Linked DNA regions of Mus musculus: region 2 is linked to region 1. A link is a contact called in public Micro-C data. All regions are on one chromosome and are shown on one strand. Each heading gives the region's core, a stretch centred on a gene start, on an enhancer-like site or on the middle of the called end of the contact. The rest is flanking DNA. Distances are from core to core; before and after follow the strand shown.

What was found. A called contact is a pair of places that touch in the nucleus more often than the background predicts.
Region 2: a contact with region 1 is called in a Micro-C map of trophoblast stem cells, with 2.0 times the contacts expected there. The contact joins two enhancer-like sites. A contact is called at or near these places in 2 of 15 datasets of contacts at CTCF or cohesin (the G1E-ER4 cell line and embryonic stem cells), 15 of 484 Hi-C or Micro-C datasets (the G1E-ER4 cell line, cumulus cells, embryonic stem cells and 2 more) and 6 of 115 datasets of contacts at active chromatin or transcription factors (bone marrow-derived macrophages, embryonic stem cells and microglia).

What each region holds. Positions count from the first base shown.
Region 1 is chr1:35,837,181-35,843,378 of GRCm38.p6, forward strand. No RefSeq gene overlaps it. Among named protein-coding and RNA genes, the nearest start is that of 1110002O04Rik, 30 kb to the right of the region's middle. Within about 2 kb of position 2,416, at least 8 of the 459 cell types and tissues checked have an H3K27ac peak or open chromatin away from gene starts, as enhancers often do. A contact at or near this core is called in trophoblast stem cells, where this site is marked.
Region 2 is chr1:35,899,613-35,905,588 of GRCm38.p6, forward strand. No RefSeq gene overlaps it. Among named protein-coding and RNA genes, the nearest start is that of 1110002O04Rik, 33 kb to the left of the region's middle. Within about 2 kb of position 4,574, at least 32 of the 459 cell types and tissues checked have an H3K27ac peak or open chromatin away from gene starts, as enhancers often do. A contact at or near this core is called in trophoblast stem cells, where this site is marked.

The sequences.
Region 1 (6,198 bases), core at 1,166-3,665:
CTTTTGCTATAGGCCATAGGCATTTTATTTTAACCAATCAGAATGTGCCTTAGGTAGGCAAGGAAGAACAGAAACACAACTTCACAGTGTCTAAAGCTGAGATGAGTTCCTTGTAGACAACAGAAAGATGAATTCTGTTTCTGATTCCATTCAGCCAGCCTGTGTTATTTGCTTGGAGAATTGAGATCACTAATATTTAACTTTAGCACTGAAAGGTGTGTGTGGTCTATAGTCATCTGTTGCTGTGTTCTTAGTCGTGGCTTGTGTGTCGGGTACTATAGCTTCATTTGTTTTCTTTCTATAGTCTCTTATCGATCCTTATTAAACTCTTCGGTCCTAAGTATTGCTTCTCTGTTCTGTTTAAGGTTGTTCTGCTGGGTATGAACTATTTTAGGCTGTCTGAGTCATGAAAAGTTTTTTCCCTTTCAGCTATGGAAGATACTTTTGCTGGATACAGTAGTCTGGATTGGTACTAATGGCCTTTGAGATAGAGTACATTGCTCAAGGCTCTTCTGGATTTCAAAATTTCCATTGAGAATTCACCTGTTATTTTGACGGGGTTTCCTTATATATAACTTATGGGTTTTCTTTTCCTGCTACTTACATCTTTCAAGTTTTTTTTTTCCTTTCTTCTGGATATTTAATTTTTTAATTATGATATGCTATGGGGAATTCCTTTGCTGTTCTTGTCTATTTTATGTTCTGTGGGCTTCCTGTGTCTGTGTGGATATGTCTTTCTTCAGTTTTCCAAAGTTTTCTTCTATTATTATTTTGTTGAAGAGTTGGTCTATGCTATTGACTTGGATTTGTCTCCTTTATCTATGCCTATAATAGATAGGTTAGGTTTTCTGATCCTGGCAAGTAGTCCCTTCCTTGTGCTTTTTTTTTTTTTTTTCAGATTATTTTCTTATATGGTCTGCTTCCTCTACTTTATATTCAAGTCCTGATAGTCTAACTTCTACTTGATCCACTCTGCTTGTAGGCCATGCCCTTGAGTTTCCTACTGGAGTATTCTGTTTTTCAAGTCCATCTTCATTTCAGCATGAGTCCTTTCCAGCATTTCTCTTTAGTGAATTTAGATTTCAAATCCTGAAAGGTTTTCATCATTTTCCTCAGCATCTCAGTTGTATTTTTTTAGACAACACTCAGACATTCCATGTTATTCTCTTAAAATTCGATGAAATGTCTATTTGTGTCTTCTTTAGACTTGAATTCTTTGATAAAATTTATGATCTCTTAAATTGTGTATTCTCTGATTCATCGAGGTAATTCTCATTAGAAGGCATTTCGATAGGACTATTTATTGGGTTTGATGGTATAAATGCTACCTTGGTCATTCATCTTGACTTTGCTTTCATGATGTGTCTTGGGTGTGTGGACTTTTTCCCTTGGCCGTATGTCTAATGTAAGAGTCTGTCTGCTTTAGATTGGCCCTGTGTAGGATCTGTGTGACCAGAGCTGGGCCAGGTAGGCTGATGCATGTGCTGTTTGGTTGGATCTAGGTCTGTGAGTAAGAAATGGGTTGGCAGGGTTGATGGAAGAGGGGAGTGGCTGAGAATCAAGCAAAAACAAAGGCAGCTCACAGCCTTGGTCTGGAGCTAGGCTTGTGGGTATGGAGATCTCCACTGTGTGCCTCGTTGCCCACCACAAAGGCCACACGACATCTGTCACAGCCTACTTACAATCCCGTCCCTGTGTGCTTCTTTGGGGTATTATAATGTATTCACCAGTCCATTAGCCTTTGGGCAATGTTGTTCCCACACTTATGAGGTCAACTCCATTCATAGAGGAGGCATACCACCCTGTACCACATAGAGGATTTTATCCACTGGAATCCACTGGCACTGCACTCTCACATGCTTGGTGTTAGCTGCAGATTCTAGCAGCTATTTCAGGCAGCAAGTATCTCTTTCCTATCACATGCTGTACCACTTGGGGAACTATAGCTTTATTGTGATTGTTCTCTCTCTCTCTCTCTCTCTCTCTCTCTCTCTCTCTCTCTCTCTCTCTCTCATATATGAGTGCTTCACTCACTTGAGATCAGCCTCATTTTCATGTCTTATGATCCATCACAGGGGTCATGCACCTGATTCTCGCAACTCACCTTTGATTCCGTTCATCTCTGAGTGTCAAGTAGGTTGTGTGACTTTTCCTGGGGAGATCTGAACAAGGCTATTCAACCTGGATAGAACGCAGATGATAGACCCGGGGTGTGAGTGTAGCTTGATGGCCTAGTACATCTATTGAGGTTACTTACAGAAAGTATGGCGGACCTAATGGCAGCTGCATCATGGAAAAGCCCAGGCGATGACTCACAAAAGCTGCATTCCCCAGAGCTCTCTGCACAACTTGCAGGCAACTCTCCTGGAGAGTCTCCTTCTCTAGCAATTCTTGACTGCCTTTATAAGCCTGAAGGGGGCACTTCTGAGTCTCTTGACTTTCTGACCTTCCGGAGCCCTGTGCTTTTCCTCAGTGTGTCTTACCTTTGATGAGCCTCTTTCCTCCGTCCAGGAGGGGGCGCTTCAGTCTAGAAAAAGCAGCTAGAAAACAGCCATGTTTCCAGCATGCCTATATAAATTCCAGTGTCCACTCCCTCTATGCTGACTATTTTATGGGAGGAGAGGTCAGCATGTGGGGGGTGGGGGTGGGGCAGTTAGTGTGTACGCATGAATGTATATGTCATATGACCACATGCAGAAACCAAAGAAGGACACCAAGTGTCTTCCTCCATCCCTCCCTGCCTTAATACCTTGTGACAGGGTCTCTAACTGAACTGGAAGCTGGCCATTTTGGCTAGGCTGACTAGCCATCGAGATAATGGGATCTCCCCATGTCTACCACTGAACAGTGGGGTCACAGGCAAGGGATGGTTAGTGTTTAATTGTCAGCTTGACAAAAATCTGGCTTCAGCCAGGATATGAGCCTCTGAGCATGCCTATGAGAGATTATCTTGATTACTTTCGTGTGGGAACGTCTGCCCACTGTGATTGAATGACACCATTCCCTGACTGGGATCTTAAAGTGTCTAAATGGAAGATGGAATTGAGTAGAGGCCATTCATTTTTTTCTCCTTCTTTTAACTGTATATATAATGTTACCAGCCACTTCAAGGTGCTGATGTCTTGATTTCTCCATTAAGGTGGACTATGGACAAAAATAAGCCCTTCTTCAAGCTTCTTTGGTTCGAGTGTGTTTTATCACAACAAACTTTATTTTAAAGTGTAATACAAGGAACGTGCAGCTATGTGTGATTTTTTTTAAGTTGGGGCTGGATTTTAATTCAGGTGCTTCTTTTGCTATGCAAGTGCTCTTAACCCACTGAACCAACTCCTAACTCCCAGCTCCCAGCTCCCAGCTCCCAGCTCCCAGCTCCCAGCTCCCAGCTCCCAGCTCCCAGCTCCCAGCTCCCAGCTCCCAGCTCCCAGCTCCCAGCTCCCAGCTCCCAGCTCCCAGCTCCCAGCTCCCAGCTCCCAGCTCCCAGCTCCCAGCTCCCAGCTCCCAGCTCCCAGCTCCCTCTGTACTTCTGTCTTTCTATGGGTGCATTTTGAAAACTACAGAGTCCTCGTGACAGATGAATAAAACAACCCTGCCATAGTAAGTCCTAATTTCTGGGTTCTCTAAACAGAAGCTCATACACACAGGGTTCCTGAACTCAGAAAGATTTACAGCATAGAGGCTTACCTTGGCTCCAAGGTCTGGAAGTTGAAGAATATGATCAAGGTCACTAAGGAAGAAAGAAGTGCAGTAGGCATGCACAGTGGGCATGCGTAGTAGGCCTGAACAGTAGGCATGTGCAGTGTGCTTACACATTAAGCATATGCAGTGGGCTCCTACAATAGGCATGTGAGGCAGGCACCCACAGAAGCAGCAAAGCAGGAGGGGCAGGCTTGCATTGCAATAACTAGATCCACCATAACTAACTCATTCTTATGAGAACATCACGGTGCTTAGGAGATGCCCCAAGATATAATCACCACTCCTCAAGGTTCTTACTTCCCAGTACTACCACAAAGGAGACAAATTCAACTTGAGCCTGGGAATATTAAAAAAAAAAAATGTCAGTGATGAACTGGTTTTGCAGATGAGTGTAAAGTCATGCTGGTAAGAGGAGAGAACTAGGGTTTCTGCATGTGATCACAGGGTCCCTACCAAAAAAAAAGGTGTCAGAAGAATACAACAATGGAGGTATGCAGAAGTTGGGGTGGCATGGTCCCATGGGTATAGGAGTGTCAGAAGGTCCAAAATAAGGTGCCACTGCTAAACCTCCAGGAGGGAAAAGCTGTGTTCCTGTGATCTAGGTCGAGTACCACCAACTTCCTGGCATAAGCTCATGAGAGCACCACTGTAGGTCACGTTTCCTACCAGGAGTGGGGTGTCCATGTTTCACACTCACAGAGCATCCCTGGACCCTAACAGAGTAGCTTAGGAAGAGTTGGTGGAGCCACAGGAGAACCAGGCTGTTGAGACAGTCCAGTGAGCTGGTGTGGGGCTTTCTTCCCAAACAGGCTTGTAGCCCTGTTCTCTTCCATGCTGACAGAGTGACTAGGGGAGGTGCAACAGGGGAAGAGGGAGAGGTTTCCCAAACAGTGGAGTAACTACCACATAGTGGCCTTCCAGAATAGCTAAGGGGTGGGGTGTGGAGAGCTCACCTAGTGGGACAGAAGTCCTTGCATTATGTTAATACACAAATGTTATGTAAATACACACGCCCAAGGGCAGAGCACCAAGAATGATCTGTTTTTACCCAATCGGCTTTTGCCTCCAGTACTATGCATGAGAGAGTATTTACTGGATGCTTGTGTATTCTAGGGGAGAGTTAGCCATACTTGAATAAGCAAAACAAACTCCTGACTTGGAGTGACCCTGAGTGTCATGGGGAGATTTGAGTCACCTGCGCCTGTCACAGGCTGAGTTCTTGATGGGGAAAGAGAGCCTAATTCTGGGTGCCCAGAATCCTCACATCACCCCTGAGGGATCTGCTTTTATTATCCCAATGTTTGGGTGGAGAAAACTGAGACCACCAAAGAATGGTCATTCATCATAACCTAGCCATACCCAGACAATTCAGAGAGACCTCACAGGATCCTGGCCTCCATTATGAGAACAAGCAGGGACAGGACAGCATGTTATACATGGGCAAACTGAGGTCTCAAGAAGTAAAGATGAATAAAACAACTGTGAAACAAGTTCATCAACTGTGAGCGAGACTTAAATCTTGTGACCTTGACCCTAGAAACAAAAAGAAAAGCAAGATGCTGGAGAGACACAAGGGATCATCTTTGGTGGGTCAGGGATGCAAAGATCATCTCTGTGGGCCAGGGTTGGTCCTCCTGGTGAGCTATGGGCATGTATTGGACTTCTTGCCTGTCCAGACAAGGACAGTGCTTGAAATTTAAGAAAGTGGAAGAGAAGTTTCTTCTTAAGGAAATGTCATTAGTCATAGTGATCAGAGACTAAGGGCTAGCAGCTTCCTTTCAAAGGGACATAGAAATATAGAGAAGGATTTCAGCAGATGAAGTATATCCTGTACACGGCTATGAATCTGACTTCAGTCCCCAGGGCCCACATTAAAAAAAAAAAGAAGAGTCTGGCGCTGTGTCTGTACACATACATGTGATGTCAGTGATGTGGAGTTGGGGTGTGGGGGAGAGACAGGCAGATCCCTAGAACTCACTGGCCACCTAGCCTAGCCCAATCAGTGAGCGCCAGGCCAAGCAGAGAACCTATCTCAAAACGCAAGGTGTACATCTCCTGATAAGATTGCTCAGGTCTCCATATAGACTGTGCTAAGGTTCTCTAAAGGGGCAGAGATGATAGAATGCATACAAACATTCATACATTTGTACTTACTAAAGGGGGATTTATTAAGGTGGCTTACAGGCTATGGATGAAGTATCCCAACAGTGGCTGTCTCCAGATGGACAGGGACCAAACATCTGGTAGTTGTTTGGTCCATGAGCCTGAGTGTCTCAGCAGTTGCAAGCTGATGCTGGAGTCCTGGAAGATTCCTAGATGACTGCCAGTCTTCAGTCTACACTGGAACCCCTAAGAAGCAGGTTCTAACACCAGGAAAGAGTATCCCAGCAGCAGGATAGACCTTGCCCATGAAGGCTAAGAGCAAACTCTTCTTTCTTCTGTGTGCTTTCATGTGGACTGTCAACCAGAAAGTGTAGTCCAGGTTTAGGGTGGGCCTTCCCA
Region 2 (5,976 bases), core at 3,324-5,823, 65 kb after region 1:
GAAATGCAGGTTTGAGCCTCTCAATTACATCACCCCAGAGAGAGCCATACTGGTGAGAGGAATCTGGAATGTTTTCTTGGAGTCCAGATGCACCTGCCTCAAGGAGGTCCTCCAGGAGCATTGGCCCGAGCCTGAGACAATGAATACAAAGTAGCTACCCTCAGGTAGAGAAGCTGTGGTGAATGAACCTCCCTAGCTAGGGACCCATGTCCCTGTCAGACAGGCCAACAGATGGTATGGGACTCTTTTCAGTGATGCTGAAACAGGAATTAGACTCTGAGGCTCTCAGCATCTGAACAGAGCATAGCTTTTCTGCTTTGATTACCGTTGCTTTTTATACTTTTTGAAATCACAAGGTGACTTGTCTCACTTTTGTTTCCCGTTTTTCTTTTTCAAAAAAAATGTTTCTGTTTTGTTCTGGAAGTTTTCTGGTGGACATTTTAGCGTCTTTCATGCAAAGCGTCTATCTTCTGTAGACATGGATATTTTTACGGCTTCTTTCCTCCTTACATCACTTTTCTTTCCCTCATGTGTCTCATTGATCTAGCTAAGACTGCCAAGTCTATACTGAACAGGAGTGGAGACACTGAACAGCTCTGTCTTGTTTAGGGTTTTAGGGTTGCTTTGAATTTTTCTCCATTTAAGATGATTTGGCAATGGTTTTGTCATATATAGCCTTTATTATGTTGGCATATGTTTCTTCCATCTCTATTCTCTCTATAACTCTTGTAATAAGGAAATGTTGGGTTTTGTCAAAGACCCTTTCTGCATCTATTGAGATGGCTGTGTGATTTTCATCTTTAAGTCCATGGGTTGATAGGAATGGTAGAGAATTAAGAGAGACTGGGGAAGATTTTAATCAGAAAGCATTATACACGTATATGAATTGCCAAAGGACAAAATTAATTTTAAAATATCACCCTTGAGACACACAATACAGTATTTAAATAATTTGCTTGCTTGTTTGTTTGTTTTTCAAGACAGGGTTTTTCTGTGTAGCCTTGATCATCCTGGAACTGGCTCTGTAGACCAGGGTGGCCTTAAACAAAGAGATCCACTTGCCTCTGCCTCCTGGGTGCTGGAATTAAAGGCATGTGCCACCACTGCCTGGCTAAGAATTATTTATTTTTTAAGGCACTCTATCCTCTACTAATTTTGGGGAAAGTTTGAGTAAGATCTACATTCATTTTCCTTTAAGTATTTGGTAGCATGTGTCATTAAAAACTATTTGATTCTGACTTTTTCTTTCCTTGGGGGTTTTGGTTACCCACTCAATCTCTTTACGCATTATAGGTCTACTGAGATTTTCTACTTCAACTGAAGTCAGTTTTGTCAGTTGGTTTACATTGTGGTTTGAATGTGAAATATCCCCCATAGGCTCACGTGTTTGGACACTTCGTCTCTGGCTGGCAGCACAGTTTGGAAGGTGATGGGATTCTCAGGTGAAGGGTGGTCATCTAGAAATGCTACTGAGCTTATTCAATATGAAGGACTGAGAATTGCACATCCTGGAAAGAAAATTCTGTCACAGGGGAAGATGACCGTTGATACTTGTAGGGCCACTAACAGAGTTGCTAGAGATCCAGGCTAGGGACAAGAAAACAGCAGCTCCCTGTGACTGTAAGTGGCAGAGATCCTGGGGGTCCCCGTCAGAAAGTACCAGTTACAGATCTGAGGCAGATACTCCAACAGGGCTGCCTTCTGGTAGTAGTAGAGATGTTAAGAGTCAAAGACAGAAAGTAACAGAAAGCTGAGAGAGTGAAAGCAACAGTTACAGATTGACCAATGTGCTGGTGTGTATGGCTAGTGTTCGTATGAGTCTTCTGATTTCCTTCCATTTAATTTGATTGTGAGTGACATCCCCACTAGGAATTTAGTTTACTTTAGCTTTTATACACCCTTAAAATATAAAGTTAGAGAGATAGACTCCTCTCCTCCTTCTGTTGTGTTTGGGGTGTTATTTGTTTGTCTATTTGTTTGTTTGTTCTGAGACAAGGTCTGTACAGCCCTGCATGACCTGGAACTTGCTGTTTAGACCAGGCTGGCCTTGAACTCACAAAGATCCACCTGACTCTGCTCCCCAAGTGCTGGTATTAAAGGCGTGTGTCACCCCAGTGAGGTCTAGTTGTTTTAGACTGTTACTTGAGTCCTCTATGCCATCTTTATCTCTGTAAAGATGCTCCAGCTTCACTAACAGGGAAATACTGAAGCTTCCACTATTACCATAGAAATAGTTTCCAGTCTCTTCGAGTCTGTTGATATTTGTACCTTAGAGTATGGAATTCTGTTATCCATTGTATGTAGACAAGGTTTTGTTCTAACCTTTTGATCAACAAACACTTTTATAAATATGCAATTGTCTTTCTGCTTTTTGTCTGTATAATGATTTTTAACTTGCAGTCTGTATTTCCCCTAAAGTTAGTACAGCTGCCCACTTCCGGTTTTTCATTATTTTATTTTCAAGTTATTTGTTCTTTTGTGTCTAAAGCAAGCTTACAGTAATCATAAAACAGCTGTCTCATATTTTCCATTTTAACTTAATTCAGTTTTTTTTTTAAGTGTCTCTTCTAATTGGTAAACTCAAGCCACATTCCTATCATTTCTCTAAATGTCCTGTATCATTTTCTCAAATAATTTTTCCTCTTCCAATATAACCATATTCTGTACATGATCTTTTTTTTCTATTGTGTCATCTGATTTCCTCTTCCCTTCTTTTCCAGTGTATTTATACTTTATTACATCAGTAGTTGCCTTGGAGAATGTAGCTACAAACCTGCAAAGCATATTGCAGTGTAGTTTGAGTTACTACCAACAATTCAAAAGCTATTACCACCCCATTTATTGTGTAATTGCTTCCTCTGGACTGAGATATTTCCTCCTGGGAGCTCACAAATTTTACCAAGAAGCTCATGAGACAAATGTGATTAATAAGCCATCCCACCCCACATACAAAGGGCATGTATGCAGCACACAACAGCAAGAGCAAAGGAGACCTTCTGCAAGACAGGGAACACTAGCAATGACGCAGTTGTCACCCATCACCCGTGCTGGGTGACCTGAGGATGTGTAACTGTCCACTGCCTGGCAGTACCGTCAACCACACTTCTCTAAGTAACCTCAATAAACTCTGTAAAGCCGGACTCCGGTGAGGTCATTTTCTTGGCCCATTGCTAGTGCCCGGTGTGGTGTGAACAATGTGTGTTCACACCTGCTCCACTCCATCTCTCCTCTAGGTTATTATTGTCACTTTACATCTTAATGCATTGTGGCCTCTTCGACATTGATCACTGTTGTCTTATTCATTTGTCTTTTAAAGCACATAGGAATCGAAAGAGGAGGTCAAACCCCAAAATGCAGTCCTACTGTCTTCTAACGTTACCTGTGTAGTTACTTTCACTGAAGATCTTTTCCTTTTATACAGCTTTGAGTTACCATCTAATGTCCTTACATTTCAGCCCAAGATACTTCTTTTAGCATATTTTTTAGTAGGGCAGAGTTACTGATGACAGTCACATGTTCTTTATCTAAAAAGAATACTTCAAATTTTCCTTCATTTTTGAAAGGTAGCTTTTGCCAGATACAAAATGACAAGTTTGGTTTTGTTTGGATTATTTTGTTGTTGTTGTTGTTTTTAGGGTTTGTTTTTGTTGGAGACAAAGTCTGACTATGTAGCCTGGGCTCACCTGGTTCTAGCTCTACAGAGACAAGACTGGTCTGGAACTTCCGGAGATGAACCTGCCTCTTGCCTTGTAAGTGCTGGAATTAAAGGTGTGTACCACTATGCTCAACTGTTTGGGTGGGTGTTTACATCTGTTCAAGCAGCATAAAAATCTCACCACCACCACCACCACCACCTGCACCATCCCAACCCCCACCTATGGCTACAGATGGCCTAGTCGGCCATCACTGGAAAGAGAGGCCCATTGGACACGCAAACTTTATATGCCCCAGTACAGGGGAACGCCAGGGCCAAAGAGAGAGAGTGGGTGGGTAGGGGAGTGGGGGTGGGTGGGTATGGGGGACTTTTGGTATAGCATTGGAAATGTAAATGATCTAAATACCTAATAAAAATGGAAAAAAAAAATCTATGTAAGTTCAGCTGCCCTTCCCAATTCAGTAACCATTATGCTATCTGAGTGAGATAAATACTACCCTGAAGTACCCTGTTTTTCATTAAAAAATGTATTCTGTGGAAAAAAAAAAAAGAAGCTGACTCTTGATTATTGACTATACAGAACACATGTCAAGTCGTCTCTTTCTGCTGTCAACATTTTCACTGTGCTTTGGTTTTTCTCAGTTTGACCATAGCATACCTTAGCATGGTCACACCTGAGATTCTCCAAACTGAGAATCTCCCTCTTGGAGGGAGGAGGAAGAGAGCAAAGCTACAAAGCTCAGGAAGTAACCAAATCTTAGCAGAAGCTCTTGAAGTCACAGGGCTCTCAAAGTCCTGCCCCTAGGTTATAAAAAACAGCAGCAGTGGCTGGAAAGAAGACACTCTCTGACCATCCCCGGGCAGCTCCAGGGATGCAGATTTCATGAGTCATTGCTGTGCTGAGGTGGACCCTCCAGTGGTGAGCTGTCTTTGAGTCATTCACGATCCTGTAAATAACTCCTCCCCCATAGTCCTGCAGAATCCGCCTCAGTAAACCCAGTGACTCACTAGGGTAGACTCAGGTGGACTCGTCTCTTTGGTCTGCTGTTGATGTCCTATATGGGGTGACAGACACTAGCATGCCCCGCCCCCATGTAGTATTGAATAATTTCATTGGTCCTGTGGGCTCCACTCTCTTAGCCTGCTCTTATCCATGTGGCCGGAGCGCTCTACTGACTTGTTCGTCTCAGCTATTGTACTTCCGAGCTCCAGGTTTCCTATCCAGTTTTTAAAGCTTTCACTTACTTGAATAATGGTCCATACTTATTCATCCACCATTCTTCTGAGTGCCTTCTCCATGACCTCATTGAGCATCAAGAAGAATTAAAGTGTGCTCTAGTAAACTCAATGTCTGGACTTCCTTGAAATGGCTTGTATTGCTTTCTTTCATGTTGAGAGTTAGATACTTTCGACTGTTTTAGTACAGTAACTCTGGAAATCTGATTTTCGTTCTCCCCAGGAATACCTGGTTTTATCTGTTAAGGGCTCCACCTATCTGTTCATGTGCTGACTTCCCTAAACTGTTTCTGCAAAAGTTACAGGCCTGGTGGTATGTGCTCACCTAGTCCCAGCTCCGTTGCCCTAACTGCCTGGAACTAATAAGAAGAGAAAAGAGAGGCAGCGTTCTGTCTCTCTAATTTCTTTGGGCAGATGCTGGTTCAGCCTGAGTGGGCTGAAACACGCTAGCCAGTCTTTATGCTACTCCCTGGAGCATGCATCAGACTGGGAAGAGTGCAGTTTCATTTGGAAGACAAGGTTTAGTAGCTACCCTGTCAGGAGACAATCAAGGCAGTAATACTGGGAATGAGAAGCTGATAACTGTGACACAAAACACTAAAATTTCTCTCTCTCTCTCTCTCTCTCTCTCTCTCTCTCTCTCTCTCTCTCTCTCCCTTCCTCTCTCCCTCCCTCCCTCTTTTCCTTCCTCTCCCCGTCTTCTCCCCCTCTTTTTCATGCACATGTGCATACATGCATTCGAGCACGTGTGTCTATATGTGTGTGTGTAGGGTTTTTACTGTGGCGAACAGACACTATGACCTAGGCAACTCTTATAAGGGCAACATTTCATTGGGGTTGGCTTACAGGTTTAGAGGTTCAGTTCAGTATCATTAAGGTGGGAGCAGGGCAGCATCCAGGCAGGCACGGTGCAGGAGGAGCTGAGAGTTCCACCTCCTGTTCTGAAGTCAAACAGAAACTGGCTTCCAGGCAGCTAGGAAGAGGGTCTTTAAAGCCCATGCACATGGTGACACATTTACTCCAAGGTTACACTGTTGTGCCCAGATTGTTAAACGCCCCACCCCCAAGAGACAAACAGGAATCAC